2 separate regions of the Mus musculus genome follow, and region 2 is linked to region 1. Evidence: chromatin contacts called from public HiChIP or PLAC-seq data. All regions are on one chromosome and are shown on one strand. Each heading gives the region's core, a stretch centred on a gene start, on an enhancer-like site or on the middle of the called end of the contact. The rest is flanking DNA. Distances are from core to core; before and after follow the strand shown. Region 1 has its middle 18 kb from the start of Cdc42ep3. Region 2 has its middle 26 kb from the start of Gm10494.

The links. HiChIP or PLAC-seq counts read pairs in DNA pulled down with a chosen protein or histone mark.
Region 2: a contact with region 1 is called in a CTCF HiChIP or PLAC-seq map of the NIH/3T3 cell line, with 13 read pairs. The contact joins two enhancer-like sites. A contact is called at or near these places in 1 of 15 datasets of contacts at CTCF or cohesin (the NIH/3T3 cell line), 4 of 484 Hi-C or Micro-C datasets (the C2C12 cell line, common lymphoid progenitors, embryonic fibroblasts and 1 more), 1 of 115 datasets of contacts at active chromatin or transcription factors (embryonic fibroblasts) and 1 of 9 other capture datasets (embryonic stem cells).

What each region holds. Positions count from the first base shown.
Region 1 is chr17:79,371,028-79,375,765 of GRCm38.p6, forward strand. No RefSeq gene overlaps it. Among named protein-coding and RNA genes, the nearest start is that of Cdc42ep3, 18 kb to the left of the region's middle. Within about 2 kb of position 2,119, at least 37 of the 459 cell types and tissues checked have an H3K27ac peak or open chromatin away from gene starts, as enhancers often do. A contact at or near this core is called in the C2C12 cell line and the NIH/3T3 cell line, where this site is marked.
Region 2 is chr17:79,533,837-79,538,574 of GRCm38.p6, forward strand. No RefSeq gene overlaps it. Among named protein-coding and RNA genes, the nearest start is that of Gm10494, 26 kb to the left of the region's middle. Within about 2 kb of position 2,930, at least 11 of the 459 cell types and tissues checked have an H3K27ac peak or open chromatin away from gene starts, as enhancers often do. A contact at or near this core is called in the C2C12 cell line and the NIH/3T3 cell line, where this site is marked.

The sequences.
Region 1 (4,738 bases), core at 869-3,368:
GTATTGACCAACATATGGCTCTTTGGGTGACAGGCTCATGAGTTCAGATTGTTTTGAATGTTTAGCAGTTTACTTGGGAATCTTCTGGAAGTTATAGAGTCATATCTTTACTCTCTCCAAGGAGATAGGAAACAGGGTGTCCCTGAAAGTCTCTTGTGGATTCCACGTAGCTCATCAACAAATAGACAAAGTAAACGTCTGCACCATGGTGGAGGGTCGGGGGTGGAAAAGGCTTTCTCTTGGTATAATGCTGGCATTTACAACCCAAACACAGGGCTTCAATGTCTTCCATTTATTCCCTCATACTTACAGAATAGTTGATATGTCCAAGGGCTATGCTGGGAACTGTGAACAACAGAAAGATGAATTAACATGGAAGAAAGCTCTTTAGATGACTTAATCTTTAACCTAGCCAGCCCAAGATCTATTTCTACCCATGTATCCTCAGATCCCCTTAGCTTATTACATAAAGAAATGACTTCTGAAAAGTTTTAAAGGGATACAAAGAATAGGGACTACTGTATGCAACAGGTATTTCTTATGATACACTGATTTCAGGAAACATTAGCGAGGCTCATGTGAAAATTGAATGCTTCATACAGAAAGACTATAAAACATTTCAACCTGTATTTATCACACTTGTCTTTTGAGTTCATAAGTTTTTTTTTTTAACATTAGAAGCTGATACAATTTGTTAGGACCAAGTGGACATTTATTCTGTATACGAATAAATCTTGAAGAATAGTTCCAAAAAAAAGAAAGAAAGATGAATTAAACGTGGGCCTCACTGATCTTTCCTCAAGGAACTGATCACTGATGCGAAAATAGTCTCACATAAACAATGAAACAAGAGAGAGTGATCACTGGGGATTAATAATACTGAGAAGATATAATTATTCAACTTTCCTCTGCTACTTAATAAAACTTATGGGAGCATATGAAGCTATTTATCACTCAGTCACACCTAATTACATCTTTGGCTAAAGTTCTCACAATGTTCTATCTGCGTCCTTCATTTATAGTCTTCCAAGGTTTGGTTAGTCATCAGGTAGAATAGATGGGAGTAGCTTAGCTGGCTTCTCCCAGCCACTGGGATAAAATATGTAGCATTTAGCAGGCTACAAATTATCTTCTGCCTGGGCCTGGACCTACCTACTTCTACAAGCCTCATCTGCCCACCTGCCACGTTCCAAATAGTGAGTACCAGAGGCATTCCACATAGGGAGTGGTGGAAGGTATTCCACACTGCTGTGTTCTTTCACTCTCTTCACTCTCCTCAGGACCCCTTCCCTGCCTTTCCTCCTGTGCTCCATCTGACATAGCAGTGTTCTTTGCATCGCAGCAGGAGAATCATCTATCTTAGGGCCCACCCACTGGGCTATTACCCCTCCCCTGTGCTACTACAGTTCTGTGCAACTCGTGGCCCTGTCCCATCTATTAGCTTCTGGAATGTACACCCATCTTCATAAGTCCTTACTCACCCTTACACCATCCTTTGGTAGCCCTCCTCCCTTTAGAGGTAATCATTTCTTCCTCTGATGAGTCATTAAACTTTGTTTATTCCACCATTAAAGCCCCAGCTGTTTTGGCTTTTTGTTATTCGTTACTGTGGTCTATGAAAATTTTGCTGTTGACAGTGTGTCAAGCTTGCTGTGTAGTCAGGGATGATTGTGAACATCTGATGCACCTGCAGCCATCTTCCCCCTCCTTTCATTTCACCTATGTGCAAGCCATTTCAGAAGGCACCCGTATCTATCTTCTTCATCATATCTCAGCACAATACCAGGCGGAACACCTACGATTAAGATCATTATTTGTGTGGTTAGTTGGGCCTCTAGGCAACCAAACATCCCAAGGGAGGTGTAGAGGGTGTCTCACTTGGCCCCATTTCTGGACATTCTAACAGTTCACACCAGTCTGTATCAGACATAATGAACCACACACATCCAAGAGATGGGAATTTAAAGCATGTGTGTTTCATCTCTCACGATACCTCTTTTGCATCTATGACGAAGCACAAGGAAACAGTTGGGATCCAAACCTGCAGTATAAAAGGGCAGCTTGTCAGCAATACCATTGTTTTCTGCCAGAGCTAGCAGGCAGCTTCGGCTGCACATTCCACAGACATGAATAATATCAGTTGTGATTACACTTCAGCATCTCCTTCATCACCAATCCCGTAGACACAGAGTATAACCTAATTAGGAAATGTGAAAGCACCCGTTTCTGGGAAGGAGCATTAAAGGGAAGAGAGGGATCCCAGCTTCTCCCTGATGTGGGTGGGTCTCACTGAGAGTCACATACAGGTTGGAGTCTGGCAAAGTTCAAGGGTAGATGGGGCCTGCCTAGTCACATTCCTCACATAATCAGTAAGAGGGTGAGAAAGAGATGCAGCTGGGAATGGAATACCTTGACTTCCGTCCTATAATACTTTCTTCAGTGCACAATGCGGCAGATATCAGGACTGATAAGTCAATCAACTATTAACGTATTAGTACTGTGAACTCTCCTTGTCTAATACTTTTATTGTTTACTGTTTAGACTCCTGTCGATAAAGACTCTGAATTTTTTTTTGGCTGACAGCTGCTCATCTGTTCATTTATGCTTGTTTATCTTTTCATCGTGGTACTTATGTGGCACCTGGAAGATATCGCTCTGCCTTCCAACATGCAGAGAGTGGAAGACTAAGGATGTCTGCTAAGTTAATGTACAAGAATCAAGCCACTGTCCTTTTCTTTGTACACAGAAAAACATTTGTATAGCCATTTCTTCTTGCATTCCTCCAGTCTCAGTGAGCCCTTGATAGGTTGCTATTTATCCTATGTCTCGGGTACTCTGGTGTTAGCGTTACAGAGCAACCAGCAAGAAGTAAGAAGAACCTGCGAGCAGGAGAAATCAAGAGACTCTCATCTGCTCTGGGAATGAGCACCCAACCAAACACAGAGCCCGGTCAATTGATTTAACTTACAGAACTTCAATCTTCTTTCAAAAGTTAAAGTTGATACCACCAACCTGTGTATGATCCCCAGTGAGACCCACCCATGTGAGTGAGAAGCTGGGATCTCTCTCTCACCCCTATACACTCACCCCAGCTTCTGTTGACTCCGTATAGACTCTAGGATCTGTCTCACCTTGACCATGTGTGAGCGTCAGTGTTCTGAGATTTGTTGGTGATAAGACATGGGATCCCAGCAGCCCAGATCACTAGAATTCCTTGTCTTGAAATTCAGTTCAGCCAATCTGTAGCATCCTTATAGTTTGATGCCCGTGTTTCCAAGTGTTTTCTGTATCTTTCATTTCCTAAAACATGGCTTCCCCGAAACTCCTGAATAACCCTGCAATTTTATTGCTTTTTCTTTCCCTGAGATAATATTCTGGTCTTGAAATAGATTTCTATGAACTATTAGATTCTCACTTAATTTTGTTAAGGCCGTAAGGATGGGTGAGGCCATTTTGCTTCTGTCTTCTAAGGGAACACATGTGGCTCTATCTAGATGCTCTTCTATTGCCTTGGTTTCCATATGCCTTATTTGCTTATCCTAGGTTCTCTTGTCACTTCTGTCCTTACCTGGCCCAGAAGTACAGCTACCCCTATTTTGCCTGGAGGCCATCCTTTACTAAAGCATCTAACAACTAGATAAGAAAGAATAGTTTTAGGCTCAGAGGAATTTAGTGACTTTATTAAATGCATATTTAACAAATATCAGAGGCAGGCCTCAATGAAAGATTCCTTTCTCTAAATAGTTTGTGGTTTGTCTAAATCCATACTATTTGTTCTGAATATCAACCATTAAGGTTTTGAAAACTAGATAGGGCCAGAAAAAAAAAAGCATATCACGATTTAGGAAATCAGTGCTGTATTATGATTTTTGTCACTTGATAGGCTTCTTCTGGTTAATAATTTATTTCTTCTGGATCTTTCCAAATTGTTGGAACAGAATATCTAGCACCTCCAGACTCAGACAAAGCTGCCATGTGGGTGGGAAAAAGGTGACAATACCTATGGGATGGCATGTAGGAACAAGTAAGGTCCCAAAGTCCCTTTGGAGTTGTGTGGAATGGAGGCTTCTGTTTTCCAAACCTATACTATTATATTTGTGGTTAGGCTCTTGGGACATCCCATACCAACTGACTAAATGCTTCTGGGGCACATATTATAATTCATTGAGTAGCTGAAGTAATGCCTGTGTCATGTTCTTGCAATGCAATAATGAGGGTTCAAATCTATTAAGGAGTGTTTAAGTGTTGTTCTTAGTAGAATTGTCTCCTGCTAACCATAATGACTTGGTTGCTAATGATGCAAAGTAGAGAGGAGTCATTGAAATTTTTTCCTAAATTTTGGTAACGAAATAACTGGTTTTAAGCAAACTGCAGGAGGTGACTTGGGGGAGAGAGAGAGAGAGAGAGAGAGAGAGAGAGAGAGAGAGAGAGAGAGAGGTCAGATGCTATGAAAGGAAACTATGTGCAGATGTGGGGTAGAGAAACATCAGGGAAAGGCTCTCTGGTGTCAGAGTACTCAGATTAGAGTGAGGACAAGGAGCTAATTGGGAGCTAAGAAAGGATTGTAGGCAGTGTGGCCTTAGAAGAGAGGAGATCAGCACTGTGGAAAACAAGATGATTCTTGGGGAATTTGGCCTTTAGTCACTTTGGCCAGAGTAAGTTCTAGTTTAGAGAGAAAAGTTTATGCAGCTTAACTCTAACAAGGTGTGGTCAGTGAGATGACAAATTAGCTACCTCA
Region 2 (4,738 bases), core at 1,680-4,179, 160 kb after region 1:
TAACCCAGTCACAAAAGAACACACATGATATATACTCACTGATAAGTGGATATTAGCCCAGAAGTTCGGAGTACCCAAGATACAATTTGCAAAACACATGAAACTCATGAAGAAGGAAGACCAAAGTGTGGATACTTCGATCCTTCTTAGAAGGGGGAACAAAAGACCCATGGAAGGAGTTACAGAGACAAAGTTCAGAGCAGAGACTGAAGGAATGTCCATCCAGAGACTGCCCCACCTGGGTATCCATTCCATAGACAACCACCAAACCAAGAAACTATTGTGGATGCCAACAAGAGCTAGCTGACAGAAGTCTGATAAAGCTGTCTCCTGAGAGGCTCTGCCAGTGCCTGACACATACAGAAGTGAATGCTCATAGCCATCCATTGGACAGAGCACAGGGTCCCCAATGAAGGGGCTAGAGAAAGTATTCAAGAAGCTGAAGCAGTTTGCAGCCCCATAGGAGGAACTACAATATGAACTAACCATTAACCCCAGTTCTCCCTGGGACTAAACCACCAACCAAAGAAAACACATGGTGGGACTCATGGCTCTAGCTGCATATGTAGCAGAGGATGGCCTAGTTCGTCATTAATGGGAAGAGAGACCCTTGGTCCTGTGAAGGTTCAATGCCCCTGTATAGGGGAATGCCAGGCCCAGGAAGTGGGAATGGGTGGGTTGGTGAGGGGGGTGGGGGGACAGGGGGTTTTCAATGGGAAACTAGGAAAGGGGATAACATTTGAAATGTAAATAAAGAAAATATCTAATAAAAAAGAAAAGAAAATGGAGAAATAAAAAAAAGAAAAACACTCAGACAGTTTTATTATCTTATAATTTGTCAGATAACACAATTGCTGGGCACAGCATCTCCTGCCCTAAACTTATTATCTAACCTGTTATCAGCCATCTGCTGGTGGCAGAGGCTGCCAGTTCTAGCTACCCTAAGATCTTACATGGTTGTTGTATGCTCCTCATTCCAAAACCTGGCCAAAAAGACCTCTTCTCTTTCCCTGTGTCCTCTCTTCAGCCTGGGATCTAGAAGTCCCAGCTTTACCTTTCATCCAGCAATTGGCTCTAGGCCTTTTTTATTGACACAATCAAGAACCAATTAGGGAATCAGCACCTCCCCCTACAAGTTTTAAATGCCATTCACAAGCTGATACCTCCAATATACCTATCTCTAGTGTATAGCTCTCACTCACTTACTGAATTCATACACTAAACGTCTCACAGAAGATCTGCAATAGATTAGATAACAGGCATGTCACACATATCCTGTCTAAAGAGGATTTTCTAATTAATCATGCTCAAGTCTCTGTCTTCTCCGTCTTAGTTAATGATAGCGGATCCCTTCTTCTGATTGCTCAAACAGAAATGTGGAGCTACGGCTGATTTCATTGTCTGGATCAGAAGATAAAATAAGATAGAATAAGGACATTTGTTCCATCCAAATGCATATAACTTTATAAGAGAGGTTGGGGATATGGCTTGACTTAACAAGCATTTAATCTGAAAACATAAGGACTTGAGTTTGAATTGACAGAGCCCACGTAAAAATCAGTCATGGAGGCTGGAGAGAGGCTTCAGTGGTTAAGAGCATTGGCTGCTCTTTCAGAGGGACCATATTTGGTTCCCAGAAAGAACATGGTGGTTATCATTCATCTCTAGTTCCAGTTCCATAAGTACCCATAGTCTTCTTTTGGCCTCTGTGGACACTGCACACACATCCCCCCACCCCACCCCACCCCCACACACAAATAAAACTGAATAAAATCTAAGGGGGCAAAGTGGGGCACAGTTGTGTATGCCTGAGACAGGTGGTTCCCCAAAGCATGCTATCCAGTCAGCATAGCCAAACAGTGAGGGTCTAGATCTGTGACAGATCCTGTCTCAAAAGAAAAACACTGGGAACTATACGAGGGAGGTGTGTGTCACTACAAGAATCACTCCAAACCCACTTGTGACTCCTCCTCTACAGAACAAAGGAATCCCACAGCATTTTTCCAACTATTTTTCTGCCTTTTTGCCCCTTTGTGTATCCTACATTCTACCACATGCTGGTGACATATGCACTCTGGGCTTCCCCTCTCCACACTTTTGCTCTTTGTAGTCCATCTGTGTAGAAAATTGCTGACATATGTTACAGGATCGAATCCTACTCATATACAAAACACTTATCATAGTTCCCTGCTAGTCTCCTTCCCTCTTCCTCCCCTTCTCCTCCTTCTCTTCCTCCTCCTTCTCTTCCTCTTCCTCCTCCTCCTCTTCCTCCTTCTTCTCTTCCTCCTCCTCCTCTTCCTCCTTCTTCTCTTCCTCCTCCTCCTCCTCTCCCTCCTCCTCCTCTTCCCTCTTCCCTCTTGAGGGATTAACTCAGTCTTCCGACTCTTAATTTTTAACATTATTTATAAACAGACCTTGCCACATATTGTCAGATTGGGAAGAGGGATGACAATAAGTTCTTTTGAAAAAGGGACAGACACAAACAGCTCCTTCAACATGAGCTTTATTAGGGAAAAGAGCCTTAAGGCTGTGATCAGGGTTTGAGGTGAGAGCCCATTAGAAGGGAACAATACATTATATCAGAGACATGCATGGCATATTAAAGGGAAAGAGGCATTTTCCTTTAATATCTAGAGGGAAGCTTCATAAGAGGGATAGTTTACAGTAAGAAGATAAGAAGTATCCATCCATGACAGGATGATGGGGAGGGTTAAAAGGGAGCCTTCAGAGAAATCCCCAAACAAAGGAAAGTATCTAACTTTTGTATTATTTCAAGGGGTGATGGGGAAGTTGGGAAGTTTCATACCACATGACTTAGTTCAACCTAGTCAGTATGACAAAGAACACAGAAGAGCCAGGTGCTGGGTAAAACCATAAATTACAGGCTTATAAGAACCACAGCACAGAACAGCTTTGTAACTCTGTCTGAGAGAGGGATCGCCAGAGGGTTGTGGTCTGATTCAGACTGTGGGATCTGGCCTCGTAGGTTGGCTCACATCTTAAAGAGCCAGGCTCGAAATCTAACATGTATGTAGAATCTTCTTTCCATGCATCTTGAGAGTATAAAGTGTGTCGCATAAAAAGTGTCTCCCCTTGGCAACCTATTGAGCTATTATCAGGGAATGTTCACAAGGAATACATGTTTTAAAAAGTCATTGTGATTCAAACGGCATGAGTGCATCTCTGAATTTCCTAGCCCTGTGCAGGGAGAATGCCAGGAAATATGACTGTGTGGGTCCATGCTCACATCGCACCCTGACATGTGATGCTCAGCTCGGATACCACAGCTTTCTCTCATCAGAGGCAGAAATCCGGGGCTTCAATAGTGTGAAAGAGAAATTGTTAAGGATCTGAGTGCATTCGTCAGATGTAGATAATAACTGTTCTCGGGAGAGACATACTTAGTGGCAAGGGTGTGGAGACTGTCAGATGGGTCCTTGACTGGAAAGAGAATAACAATCGCATTTCTTTTGGTGGTAGCCCCTCTGTCCAGTCTTTACATCTTTCCATCCTCCAAATCAGCTTGCTCTCAACAGAAGCTGCCACTTTCTGCTTGATGTGAGTTGGAATCTGGATATAGTCTGCCTGACACAGTTCTCAGCCATGATGGCTTCACTCGGTGCTTTGCTCTGGTGTGCCTTGTCAGTCTCTGCTATCTTGCTGTAAGACGGAACATTATAGGAAGTCAAGGACTACATATATGCTAGGCCATATTATTTCTGGAATACAAGAATATGAGGCATGGATCAAAAGCCCTGAAATCCAGTGTGAGCCTTGGCAGATATCTCTCAGCTAAGGTTGAAAGTATTATACTCCGCCACAGGGTTTCTATGAGGAAGCAAGCCAGTGGATCCTGTCACCTTTATTAAGTAGCCTAGAGCAGTAGTTCTCAACCTGTGGGTTGTGACCACTTTCAAAAGTTGAACAATTCTTTCACAGGGGTCAGATATCAGATATCCTGCATAGCAGATAGTTACATTATGATTTATAACAATGGCAAAATTACAGTTATAAAGTAGCAATGGAAATAATTTAATGGGCGGGAGTCAACTCAACATGAGGGAACTGTATTAAAGGTTGTAGCTTCAGAAGATTGAGAACAACTGGTCTAGAGGAAAGCATAGCTCCTTTATATAAATAAGAACCCATTTCTTGTGCATACCAGCTCCCTCACCCTCTTGTCTTAAGAACTTGTGGCTGTGTCTTTCCATAATGTGAGGAAATAGAACTTAAAGAAGATGGGAGATTAAGTAGGCTAGGAGGATCCAGCCTAACTTCTTCTAGTCAATGAGAGCAAAGATGGGGGCTTTCTCAGCTTAGATTGGTAAAAGCAAAAGAGAATAACAGGGCTAGATCCTTTAAAATATGGCTGTTCCAGAGCTACCCAGCAAGGTAAAGAGATTTGATATGTATGTGAGAGAATGGAAAATGTTACTTCAATCTCCACTTCATTACCAGCCAAACAAACAAACACACTCCATCATTCCATGAACCTACCGAGAGCTTTTCTCTGGAACCTGCAGCAATCACATCCTACATGGGTCAGGAAACTGAAACCAGACTATGGACACTGTTAACAAGAATGGAAAACTCAGATAACCCCTCTCCCTAACCTCCAGGCCAAGGTACCAACATCAGCGGCAGAGCCTAGGAGAAGAAAAGGCAGAAACATAAAACAAAGCACCAGATCAAACTGGATAGATGAGATGCTTTGAGATACATTTGGGTTTGTGTCTCA